Regions from separate parts of the Drosophila melanogaster genome. Here region 1 is linked to region 2. The links are chromatin contacts, called in public Hi-C maps. All regions are on one chromosome and are shown on one strand. Each heading gives the region's core, a stretch centred on a gene start, on an enhancer-like site or on the middle of the called end of the contact. The rest is flanking DNA. Distances are from core to core; before and after follow the strand shown.

Region 1 (6,054 bases), core at 314-2,813, 670 kb after region 2:
CCCATTAGCTATATCTTTGTGCGATCAAGTGCTAATGAAAGGCTTTGGAAAACTTCGCACGTGGGCTATTTGCTGTGTGTTGCGAATAGATCGGGTTTCCAGTTCTCTGGGTTTATTTACACATGCAACCCGGTGCTCGCCCGATTAGATGTGAATTAAATGAATCTCTCGCCTCGGATTACGATTCAGAAATTCCGAGAGAGTCACCATGGAGGTTTTAAGTTATACACCCAGCGGGTTATAATGGGTTACGAATTCTTCGTTTGAGACCGAAACCGAAACCCACGGTGTCAACGAAATTTTAGAAATCGCAGCACCAGCAGTCTCCGAAATCTAAACAAACCGGCAAACCCGGTGCTGTGGCATACGTGACAAAGTTATACGGCCACATGGCGGCTCGAGTGGTGGCAAATGCCGATTACAGTGCAACTTCTCCCTGATGAACCATCCACCATGTGGCGGCTAGGGATTGTCATTCATTGCCAGAAAATAACTGTCTTCGTGGAGTTCGAATCAATTTCAAATATTCACCTTCACCTGGTGGAAAGAGGATTTCCAGATTAATATAATCGAAACTTGAAGAACTCCGAATGTATTATAAAATGCAGATTTCATTTTATGGAGTTGGAGTTCAAAGCAACAATGATTGCAATTCAAATTTTACCCAACACATTTTCCAGTTTGGAAAGCGGCATTTCGGGAAGGTTCAACTGTATTTTACGGTTGCTTTTCGCCGGCCACGTTGAACCAAGTAAGTAAATAGAGAGAAAGAGAGCGCGAGAGAAATGTTTCCAGGGGAAAGCGCAACAACAACATAACGCCTAATAACAATGAGTATCTGGCATTAGAATTTGGCCATTAGTTATCAGTTGTTAACAGCGACGTGTGCATTTATACCATAAGCGCGCCTCTGCCACTGATAAAGGAGATAAAAACGATTTCGTTCCGGACGGGGCAGTTCCGATAGTCAGCTGATAGGGCGCACGAACACTTGCGTGCGGGAATATGCTGCTGTTAATGTCAACCGATTACATAAGACCACCTTCACTCCACTGAGTGCATTGTTTATGTCGAATTGATTTCTAATTCTGAAAGTCGACTGTGAAATGAAGGTTAAGCGCCAGGGTTGCCAGCGGGCCGGCAGGTGCTCCTGCTCCTCGCAACTGTTCTTTTCCACCTCTATTCCCACTGGAAGCTGCTCTTACCCCACTCCAGTGGCGTTCCATGTGCAGGGGTCAGCAGGCATGTGGCAAGTAGCAAAACTAGCAGCACATCCATTCCAAATCGGATGCGGATCATTTTACAGGTGGATTATATAGCCAACGGACACCTGCGATTGCACAATCGCCTGGCTTTATGGTTAGGTTGCGGAAATTAGAAGCGCCTGGCCGTAGTTGCCGTTGCCTGGCCAGTCGGAAAGGGGATTTGCGCGAACGTGGGATAGGAAACAACAGCGCGCTGTTTTTACGGACTTTCGGAGGGGGCTTCAAAGAACGCGCCACGGAAAACGCTAACGACCTTTCGATCCGACAAGATTTCTTAAACTAACTTTAAAAGTCACTTGATTTGATCGGAGGGTGCACATAGTGGTGGGGAATCATAGATATGATTGCGAAATGTATCGATGTATTCCCATGCTTTGCAGTATCTATCGGAACCTCCCCTCTGGACCGTTACAATACAGTTCCTTTACTAAATGAATAGTTTATGTGCGAAGCGGGTAAAAACTACGAAAAACTACGTCAAACACATTGCCTGTGCCTCAAAAATCACAAAGCATATCGTGTGTTTTAAATCCATTAGAGCAAGCCAAAAATCAGACTTTCGAGATAAGGAATAACAGAAATATTTTCAAACTAAAATTAACGGCTGGCAGCTAGTCGCCAGTGCTGGTAAGTCTGCCACATTTTACACACTGCCTGTTGTAGAGTTACGCTGCTGCTAGTGTTTTTATTTTCATTTGCAACTTTTTCGGTCCAAAGTCATGTACAAAAATGCACTGAAAGGCGGTATTCGCACGGCCAAGCAGGCTTGGAAGTTAAAAAACGGTGATTACACAATATTTTATGTCAGTGCAGTTAGGCATTTAGCGGGTAGTGTGGGCGGCGGAACAGCTGATCGGCGTTCGAGCGGCCAACTTCCAGTCGTTCCACTTTCCAAGTGGGCCACTCGAAGCGTGTTGTTCGCTGCCGCCGCATATTGTTCGTTTTTTTCTCCGCTAAATTAAGTCCGGAGTACGCCTGGAATCGGTAATTAATAGCTAGTAATTGTACTTGCAGAACTGGGCAAACTCAACTTGGACTTGGCCAAGGCAAACTCAGATTTTGAGCAGCATTTGTGCGAAGGTTTGCCAACGCTTGCCCCATAGCCTATACCCCGCCCCCAAACTCAATAGCTAATCAAATAACAACGCTTATCAGTGCAATTCACGCTTGTGTCCCGGTGCTAACCAGCTTTTCCCACTTCCAGCTGCCAGATATACTCAGAGTTTCCACTTCCTCGCCAGAAACACCCCGAGAACACCTTTGTTGCTACTAAAAACGACAGGCGATAACAACAGCTCCCCCCGAATCGTTGCTAACTATTATCGGACAGCTCCAGTTAACCCCCCGAAGCAGCAGAATCCGAAACCCAGCGGAGCGGCAGATAAGACCACCTCAGTAAAGCATCTTTTTCGAGCAGAAAGCGGCCACCTCAACGCGCTAATCTCGTCGAAGCAATTTGTGAAGGTGCAAAAGCAGTTCTACAGGGACTTCTCTTCCGTTTCGCTTGGAGCCCCTCTGAAGAGCAGTGACGCTCCGTTGCTGGGAGATTTGTGCAGTCAGTATCGCGCCATCCTCGCCCACACATCAGCGGACGTGATTCCAGGCCAGGATCGCCATCATCCGGGTTGCAACTATCAGCAGATCAGGCGGGCACACACACAGTTACTGAGCAAGGAGCAGCAGCTGGAGCAGGAGCGCAAGATGGCCCAGAAGGCAAAGTTCGAGAGGCTGCCCACCAATGTGGTGCCAAGGCACTACGAGCTCCTCCTGCAGCCCAATCTCAAGGAGTTCACCTTCACGGGCAAGACCGTGGTGCAAGTCAATGTGAGTACAGATCGCTATTGGGATTAATCGAGTAAGCGGTTTCAGTTAGGGAGTTGCGACTGTATCCTCCGTCTCTTTCCATTTCTCTCCGCTCCAGCCACTTTCACTTTTCCCGCATTGTTATTTTCTGCGCCTCATTGTGCGAACTTTTTCCCCTGACGTGGGCAAAAAAAATATTTCGGATTGGATCGGACATTCTCCTTGTTAACATTTCGCTTTACGCTGCAATTTGCATGCAAGCAAACGCTCAGACTGATGGGCAGATAGATATAGAGATATAGATATGGATATGAGTACACCCACTAGGAAGTGCGATTTCTTTGTCGGCAGAAGGAATGACTGGCGAATTGGACATGGCACTCGTGGGTACCGCGCAAAATTTATTCGAGACAATCTCTTTTTGCGAACGCCGCTCATAACGGTGGATTTTGTTTACGTTTTGCTTGCGTCAGCAGCGGAAATGATTATCCGCTCATAAGTCGCACTTTTAATACCTTAAAACTAAGATTAACTTAACCGAGATCAGCCTAGAATGCTACTTCTCACTAAATACCAAAATGGGAGGGTCTTTTGAATGCTATCAACTAAAAGCATAAACAAACTAACAGAACATAAAAAATTACAAAATATATTTAAGAGGGTATCTAAAACATGCTATTAACTGAGCTACTATCAAATAATAAGCATAGTTCAAATACTTAAAATTTTATTTATGTTTTTAAGATACATATCAATGAAGTGCAAAATTATTCATCTCTTATAAAAGACTACTCGTTATTCATATAAATCAACAAAAATGTGCTGCCAGCTAATGCAAATTGGTAATATTTTTCGAGCTTCATTATTCCGATAAGACGAGTGAAAGAATTACGATACCATTAGTTAGTTCATAAACTAGAGATCCAATCGGTTGGATCCTCCCTTGGTCAGTGTATAATTTTCGCCAAAAACTCGTTTTGACCGCTTTGATCGCTTGGCTTAAGCCGGAAACCTACAACAAAGTCCAGAAAGCCGCATTTCTACGACCTTGAAGTAACTGTTTGTGGATTCTGGCCATTCTTGTCGGCCAACTCGGCTAACTGTTTCTGCTGACTGGTTTTGGGCTTAAAGTTTCGGGTTGCTCACCTAACGGTTACCGATTGTCTTGCAGGTCAAGGAGCCCACTACCCAGATAACCCTGAATGCCCTGGACATTGTTCTCGATTCGGTAGAGCTCCATTTTGAGTGCAGCAAACTGAAGCCGGAGAAGATAGTGTACTCTGCGGAAAATGAGACGGCCACGCTGGAGTTTGCCCAAGAGATTCCGGCGGAGACTCAAGGCGTACTGCATATGTCCTTTACGGGCGAGTTGAACGACAAGATGAAGGGCTTCTACAGGAGCAAGTACTTCGGACCGAACGGCGAAGAGCGCTTTGCGGGCGTCACCCAGTTTGAGGCCACCGATGCCCGACGTTGCTTCCCCTGCTGGGACGAGCCCGCCATTAAAGCCACCTTCGACATCACACTGGTGGTGCCCAAGGACCGGGTGGCTCTGTCCAACATGCCGGTCATCAAGGAGGATTCCCTTCCAGACGGTCTGCGACGAGTGCGTTTCGACCGCACGCCCATCATGTCCACCTACCTGGTGGCCGTCGTAGTGGGCGAGTACGACTATGTCGAGGGCAAGTCCGACGATGGCGTCCTCGTCAGGGTTTTCACACCCGTTGGCAAACGCGAGCAGGGCACTTTCGCCCTGGAGGTGGCCACCAAGGTGCTGCCGTACTACAAGGACTACTTCAACATCGCGTATCCGTTACCCAAGATGGACCTCATCGCCATCTCCGACTTCTCGGCCGGCGCCATGGAGAACTGGGGCCTGGTCACCTACCGTGAGACCTTTGTGCTAGTGGACCCGAAGAACACCTCGCTGATGCGCAAGCAGTCGATTGCGCTGACAGTGGGTCACGAGATTGCCCATCAGTGGTTCGGTGAGTACTACTTTCCATATCCGGTAACAACGAAATGGAGGTTCGCCTTCATCGACCAGCGGGATTGTCTTAAAGTGCACCAGCAGTCAATATGATTTCTGTGATTCACCGATGTATTCAGTTCAGCTCGTCTGACGCAGAAGCACCTGAAACTCAATTTGGTATGCAGATGGTTTAGGTATCGATTCTCCAATAGGGTTTTAGTGTCAATGTCTTGACTCTGATGTTTAAAATGGATGAGTTCTGGGTGACATTTATATAATGCTTAAGGCTAATCCCCTGGCGGATTCTGTTTACAATCATGACCTTTATCATTGCAGAACTAAAGTTATCTTACTGATGTGTTCCTAATCAATCCATTTAACTGTAGGCAATCTGGTAACTATGGAGTGGTGGACCCATCTTTGGTTGAACGAAGGCTATGCCTCTTTCGTGGAGTTCCTGTGCGTACACCACCTGTTCCCGGAGTATGACATCTGGACGCAGTTCGTCACAGACATGTACACGCGAGCCCTGGAGCTGGACTCTCTGAAAAACTCGCATCCCATCGAGGTGCCCGTGGGCCATCCGTCCGAAATCGACGAGATCTTCGATGAAATCAGCTACAATAAGGGTGCCTCGGTGATTCGCATGCTGCACGACTACATCGGCGAGGATACCTTCAGAAAGGGCATGAATCTGTATCTAACTCGTCATCAGTACGGAAACACCTGCACCGAGGACCTGTGGGCTGCTCTGCAAGAAGCCAGCTCCAAGAACGTGAGCGACGTGATGACCTCGTGGACACAGCACAAGGGCTTCCCAGTGGTTAGCGTCGAGTCAGAACAAACAAGCAAGAATCAACGCCTGCTGCGCCTTAAGCAGTGCAAGTTTACGGCTGATGGTTCGCAGGCGGACGAGAACTGCCTATGGGTGGTGCCCATTTCGGTGTCTACCTCAAAGAATCCCACAGGGATCGCCAAGACCTTCCTGCTGGACAAGTCCTCAATGGAGGTGAC
Region 2 (6,100 bases), core at 1,742-4,241:
TGCAGTGGAGGACAATAGGAGAGATTCCCGCGCGGAGCTACAAAAAATGCAAGAAACGTAAGTTCCCCCAAGTAAAAAATGTAAATAACTATTTGCAACTATAAATGGTGATGCCCAACAGTCTGCAGGAAGCCAACCAGCGCATCGAGATCCTTGGCAAGCAGTTGGAGGCTTCCAGATCGGAGAGTCGCGAGTCCGCCAGTCCGCAAGGTGGTGTGGTGGAGAAGACCATACTCTCGTTCCACACCCTGCTCCTGGAGAAGGACCAGTCCATACAAAAGTACCAGGACCTTCTGCAAACCGAGAGGGATCAGAGTCAGCAAGCACTTAGCAAACAGGTGGCTGAAAACGAATCCCTGAGGGCCACGGTTAACAACCTGAACTTCAACATCAAGACGAAGGATGCAGAGATTCAGGGCCTTAAGGAGAAGCTGAGACAGAAACCCGAGGTCCCCGTGGAGCGCAACCCGTCGACGGATTCGAGGTCCAGTTCCAGTTCCGATAGCTCGGTCAACGAGCTGACGGATGAGAAGATCGAGGAGCTCTTCGAAAGCAGCTCAGTGGAGAGACCACCCCAAGAAGAGTTGGAAGTGCCAGTGGAAGCAGGTCCAGAGAACATAGTTACCGAAGAGCCCGAAGGTGAGGAGGAGAAGCAGGACACCGAGGAGCTGAAGGAAGTGCCGACGCTGCACAAGCAAATCAAGGATCTCAAGGACAAGCTGGAGTACAGCGAAAGGAGCCTCAAGACGAGGGAAGAGGAAGTGGATATACTAAAGGAGAAGTAAGTTGTAAAGTAAGTAGTTGTGCATGATCTTAATCCGTTACATTCGACAGGTTGAAGCTGTGCCAGGAGCGGGAGAAGTCGGTCGAAAGCACCGTGAATCCCGAACTGGATCAGCTACGCATCTTTCTGGATGAGAAGGACAAGCACATCAAGGATCTGATGGATACACTCAAGAACTTCCACGTAATGCCCAGCAATACCATCATATTCATCTCTACTATTAAAAGTTTTAAACATGCAGGACGACCAGCAGCGCTACATCAAAGACACCTCGAACTTCTCGGAGGACCAGATAGCCAAGCTGGCTGCCGATCTCAACCGCACCGAGGCCACCAACAAGATCTATCACACCCAAATGGAGGCACTTCGCCGCCAGCTGGCCAACGTCACCCAGCGCGAAAAGCAGGCCAGGGATCTCAGCCAGTCGCTGCGCCAGCAGCTACTCAAACGCCCTGTGGTCTCCATTAAAACGGAACTGAATGCCCGGGTTAAGAACGAGAACCAGCTGAAGAGAATCCAGCAGCTGGAATTGGACTTGGACGAGGCACGTGGCCAGCTGCAGCGACAGCAGACGCTCCTGGAGGCCAAGCGCACGAGGAGTGCCAATGAGGTGCAGCTCTGGGAGAAGCAGAAGCGGTACCAACAGCAGGCGGAGAAGACCAAGGCCCGGCTGGAGGAGACCGAGCTGGCGCTGGAGAAGACCCGTGCCCTTCTCCAGGCAGCGCGCACCACAATAGCGCGCTTGGAAAAGGACAAGCAAATCCTGGAGTCCAAGCTGGGCAGGAACGGTCCGCCGAGCAACAGCTCCGGTGGCAATAACCTCAAGTGCTGCCGCACTCCATCCTGTCCGAATCTCCAGCACGTGGGTGTCAGCAAGTTCGCTCCATCGCCTTCGGAGAGTCCGGAGACCTACACGGGTCCCAGCAGCGAGTGCAGCTCTCCGGCGCATCATCACACCCAGATCTTTGACCAGAGTCAGTTGGACCTTATTGAGGCGCTCAAGTCGCGCATTGAGCTGCAGCAGCGCAAGATCATCGCCATGGAACTGGAGGGCAGGGGCAGCAATGCCCTGACCACGGAGCTGGAAAAATTGCAAGAGCGCTGCCAGGCCATCGAGGCGCAGAACATCCGACTGGAGGCCAGGAACCTTCAGCTGCAGCTCGACTCGGATCTCTTGAGGCAGGGCGACAGCAGCGATCGGCTGCAGAAGCGAATCAAGCACTTGGAGGAGTGAGTAGAGAGCGGCAGTTTCCACGCGTGTGAATCGAGACTTATGCACCACCCCCATTTTTCAGCTACATCATGGCCCTGAAGGAGGAGATGGCTCGCAACGAATCCCGTCGAGAGTTGGGCAGTGGCCTCAAGGTGAGCACAAATCAGGGCCAATCGGCGGAGCAGACGATCCTCTCGCTGCGCAATCTCGTGGAGAAGTTGCGATCGGAGAACAAGTTCCTGAAGGATGGTCGACGATCCACGGAGTCGCGCAGCTCCATGGACTCCACGCCTGCAGAGGCGGCACGTCTGCAGCAGCAGCATGCAGAGGCGCTGGAGAAAATCAGTGCTCTGCAGCAGGAGTTGCAGAAGCGAACCACCAAGTGCAGCCAATGCGGGGGACGCAGCAAGGTAGGTACCGCTCGTAATAATACACCTTCGGCAATAATTGTGTTTGAAATTTAAAAAAAAAAGGACGCTGCCAACGAGGAGCTCAAGTTCATCAAGGAGCAGTTGGTGAAAAAGACGCAGCTGCTGCAGAAGGCAAAAGTACTTCTGACCCGTGCTGCCGCCAAGGAAAAAGTCCTGAGGGAACAGCTGGCCTTGTGGAAACGCAAGTGCTCCGAACTGCAAAATGTGCCCGTGATCGATGAAATCAGCGAGTAACCAGTATTGATCATAAGATGAATGTTGTACAGGAAAAAAGAGGAATAAAACTAAAGTTTTTTTCACTGCTGCTGTTTTGAATTTGGCGCCCAATGCAGAGTTGCCAGATCGAGGTGGGCTAAAATCGTTGGGGATGTGAAAGTTACGGGATTCCCCCGAATTTTGTTTTACAGGATATTTAAATTTATTTAATAGGATATTTAAACCATGAAATAATGTATCTTTTGCCAGATTAAGAAAACACTAAGCCATTTGCCAGTCACAGTGAACAGTTCACCAACTATCGCTTATCAACTGTATGGCTTGGAATACCCCTGATGCCCACTAATCGGATGAATTAAACAACAATAGCTACCGGCAATCACAGTAAAATGATCCACTGATTGGACTTTGTCGCTCATTCCGCGCACAGCACTGGCAGCAAGATGACCTACCAAGGATACAAGGAACTGCTTGTGGAGCAGCAGGGCAAGCTGCTCGTGGCCAAGTTCAACAATCCGAAGAAGAAGAACTGCATCAACAGGGTCGCCTACCAGGAGATGACCCGTGTGTTGACCGAGGTCAACGACGATGAGGGCGTAACCATTGTGGTTTTCACCGGCGTGGGTGACATCTTTACGTCCGGCAACGACTTGTCCCAATCCTCCAATACCGATGACATCGACGCCTTCTTCAAGCAGTCCAATGCGACTTTCAAGGTGGCACATCTGTATATCCCATTTCATTTTTTTATAATTTATCCAATCCCTACTTGAAGGCCATGGTTCTGAGCTTCGTCAACTGCAGAAAGATTGTGCTTGCCCTGGTGAACGGACCTGCCATTGGGATTGGAGCCACCATTGTGGGATTGTGCGATGTGGCTTGGTGCTCCGAAACGGTGGGTATTGCCTCAAATTTGCTATGGCAGCATGACTTGACTGATAAATACCATCGCAGACCTACTTCTACACGCCATTCACCAAACTGGGATTGGTGCCAGAGGGCGGTTCCTCCTATATGCTGCCCCTCATCTTGGGGCGCTCAAAGGCGTCGGAAATCCTGCTGCTAAGCGAACCGCTGAGCGCCCAGGAGGCATATCAGTTCAACTTTGTTTCGAGGATCTTCAAGGCCAGCGAATTGGAGTCGGTGATTTGGCCCAAATTGCGTCAGTATTCCGAGCTGCCGACGAACTCCCTTCTGCAGGGGAAACGCCTCGTCAAGGATGGCTTCCTGGAGAATCTCATCAAGGCCAACGAGGCGGAGTGCAAGCAGCTGCTCCAACAGTTCCAGCATCCCGAGTTTGCCCAGGCCATCATAGACTTTGCCAGCCGTAAAAACAAGGCGAAATTATAAATACGGCTTAAGTTTATTACCGTCTCAGTGATTTTGTCCGCCTATTTTAAAACCCAAGAGATATGAATGCTAATTCTTGTGGCACAAACATCAAAGCAAATAGACTTCTTAGCGATTAGATTAGGGACATAATGTGTGCCTTTTGCACCATAACCATAGGTTAATCTCTTGCACTATCTGTGTATGTACATATGTACCAATATATTGCCAAAGTGCTGATTAAAAACAATTGAAGAACGCCACCTACCTGTTTGTGAATGAATCGCACAGCTGTGGTCAAGATAATAGAATGTGTAATATATGAATAAATATATAAATATATTTTAAATTCCATCGATGTTCCCGCCCTTCTGCGAAATTCAAATTGGATTCATGTATAGTTCACTTTATTATTGCGTACATACGAGTATTCGTTTATTAACATATCCTTTGATGCTTCTGCCGCGAGTGTGTATGTATATAATATGTATATGACCGTATTGCACTTTATACTAGTTCAACATTGAGTGAGTAGTTCCCCCAGGAGCTCTGAGATCCTTGCCGCACAAGCCGTGATTATGAACTGGTGGTGACTTAGATTACACTACGCTTTACATTCCTGTATCAACTAGATCTATATAGATCTAGATCTAGGCCAGACCATGAACTCTGACTGTGAGACACTCTGCTAGGGAAATTCGTTGGCCTCTCTCCGGATTTCAAATACACTCGAGCTTAGTCCTTAATCCTAGCTTAATCCTACGCGTGCCTGCTCATGTACAAATTGATGATAGACGTAGAAACATATCTATAATAGCCAGTTAAACTTAGGCTGCGTTTTAAGTTATTTCCAATAACTGCCCCTCCAAATTCAAAAACTTTACAATTAATCAACAAAAAGAGCTACGGGAGAACGATGTTCTCTCAATTTACCTAGTCCTAGTTAAGCTACCTTAGCTAAACTCCCCCCTTAGACTATTTAGCACAAGGAGTGCCATTGCATGCAGCATCACCATATTCCACCACGTGCTGTGCCATCCAACCGCACCACCATGATGCAGTTCGGCGAAGCTTTCGCCTGGAAGAGATTGCTGATATGATATGGGTTCCTACTCTAGATGAATACTCTACACCAACTCACCGTTCAGAATGTGAACCACTATGGTGAAGTTCTGGAACTCACTGATGGAGCATGTGTAGTTGCCGGAATCCGTTTTACTGATCTTCGCTATCGAGAGCGTCGAGTTGGCTCCATCCTCCATCAGTTCGGTTTTGACGCTGCGAGGATACGTAATAAATGAACCTTACTGATGGTGACCCCGACCAAGCTAAATTCACTCACCTCACTCCCCCGCGAGTAACGTCGTAGTTAAGGATGTTGTCCATGTGCTTCCAGAAGACCACGGAACTGGTCATGGCCACGTTTCGCACCACACAGGAGAGCTGTAGCGTGGAATCGATCTCGTAGTACTTCTCCTGCAGCGGATCACCCACCTCGTCCACTATCATCACTTTCGGAGCTGTGTTAAAGCATACTAAATCCCTTTCTTGCTACCCATCAGAGAGTTGGATATTCACCATTAACGTGCAGGTTGATTTGAATGACGCGTGGCGGATGCGTTGAGATCTGGCACTCGTAGATAGCCTCGTCGTCCTTCTTCACATTGGTTATCTTCAGTCGCCAGTTGTTTGGGTACTGGAACTCCATCTTGTAGCGCTTATCACCCGTATACGTGTGCATGCCCACTGTCAGCAGGTCCAGGGCGTTGCCATTGTCCTTGCCCTCGTCCTGCGTGTTGTGCCGCACCCAAGAGACCTGTTTTTAAAGTTAAATAACATACATTTTTATGTTATACCAACTAAAAAGGATTTATCTTTTTGAGACTAAGTAATGAACCTAAATATGGTGACCCCGAAAAATCATTCAATTCGATTCAATTCGAATAGCATCTCATAATCTAAACTCACAGTCTTATCCTGCAGCAGTGAGATCCTGCAGTTCAGGTGAATGCTGGAGCCCGCCTGCACGGTGAGATTGGTGGCCTGACCAATCCGCTGCACATCCTCGAAGTGGGGGCCATACCTGCACAGAATCACGGAATCAGCTCGTTTTATATCTTTTTTTTT

The links. A called contact is a pair of places that touch in the nucleus more often than the background predicts.
Region 1: a Hi-C map of the Kc167 cell line shows a contact between it and region 2, with 2.3 times the contacts expected there. The contact joins the promoter of cue here to the promoter of Dci in region 2. A contact is called at or near these places in 2 of 107 Hi-C or Micro-C datasets (the Kc167 cell line and wing imaginal disc).

Annotation. Positions count from the first base shown.
Region 1 is chr3L:1,515,708-1,521,761 of dm6, forward strand. It overlaps cue (cueball), which reads right to left and starts at 1,564. Exons shown (of 4, transcript NM_138269.3): 1 at 1,206-1,564. The coding sequence starts at 1,299. It overlaps Psa (Puromycin sensitive aminopeptidase), which reads left to right. Exons shown (of 6, transcript NM_167886.1): 2 at 2,470-3,089; 3 at 4,240-5,056; 4 at 5,427-6,054. The coding sequence starts at 2,967.
Region 2 is chr3L:848,355-854,454 of dm6, forward strand. It overlaps Dci (Dodecenoyl-CoA delta-isomerase), which reads left to right and starts at 2,992. Exons shown (of 3, transcript NM_138221.2): 1 at 2,992-3,360; 2 at 3,420-3,539; 3 at 3,599-4,319. The coding sequence starts at 3,088. The coding sequence ends at 3,994. Cep290 (Centrosomal protein 290kDa) reads left to right here. Exons shown (of 13, transcript NM_001274298.1): 8 at 1-57; 9 at 122-781; 10 at 835-967; 11 at 1,026-2,014; 12 at 2,080-2,407; 13 at 2,471-2,726. The coding sequence ends at 2,662. It overlaps dpr20 (defective proboscis extension response 20), which reads right to left. Exons shown (of 7, transcript NM_138222.3): 3 at 5,942-6,056; 4 at 5,552-5,789; 5 at 5,316-5,493; 6 at 5,115-5,251; 7 at 4,366-5,051. The coding sequence ends at 4,927.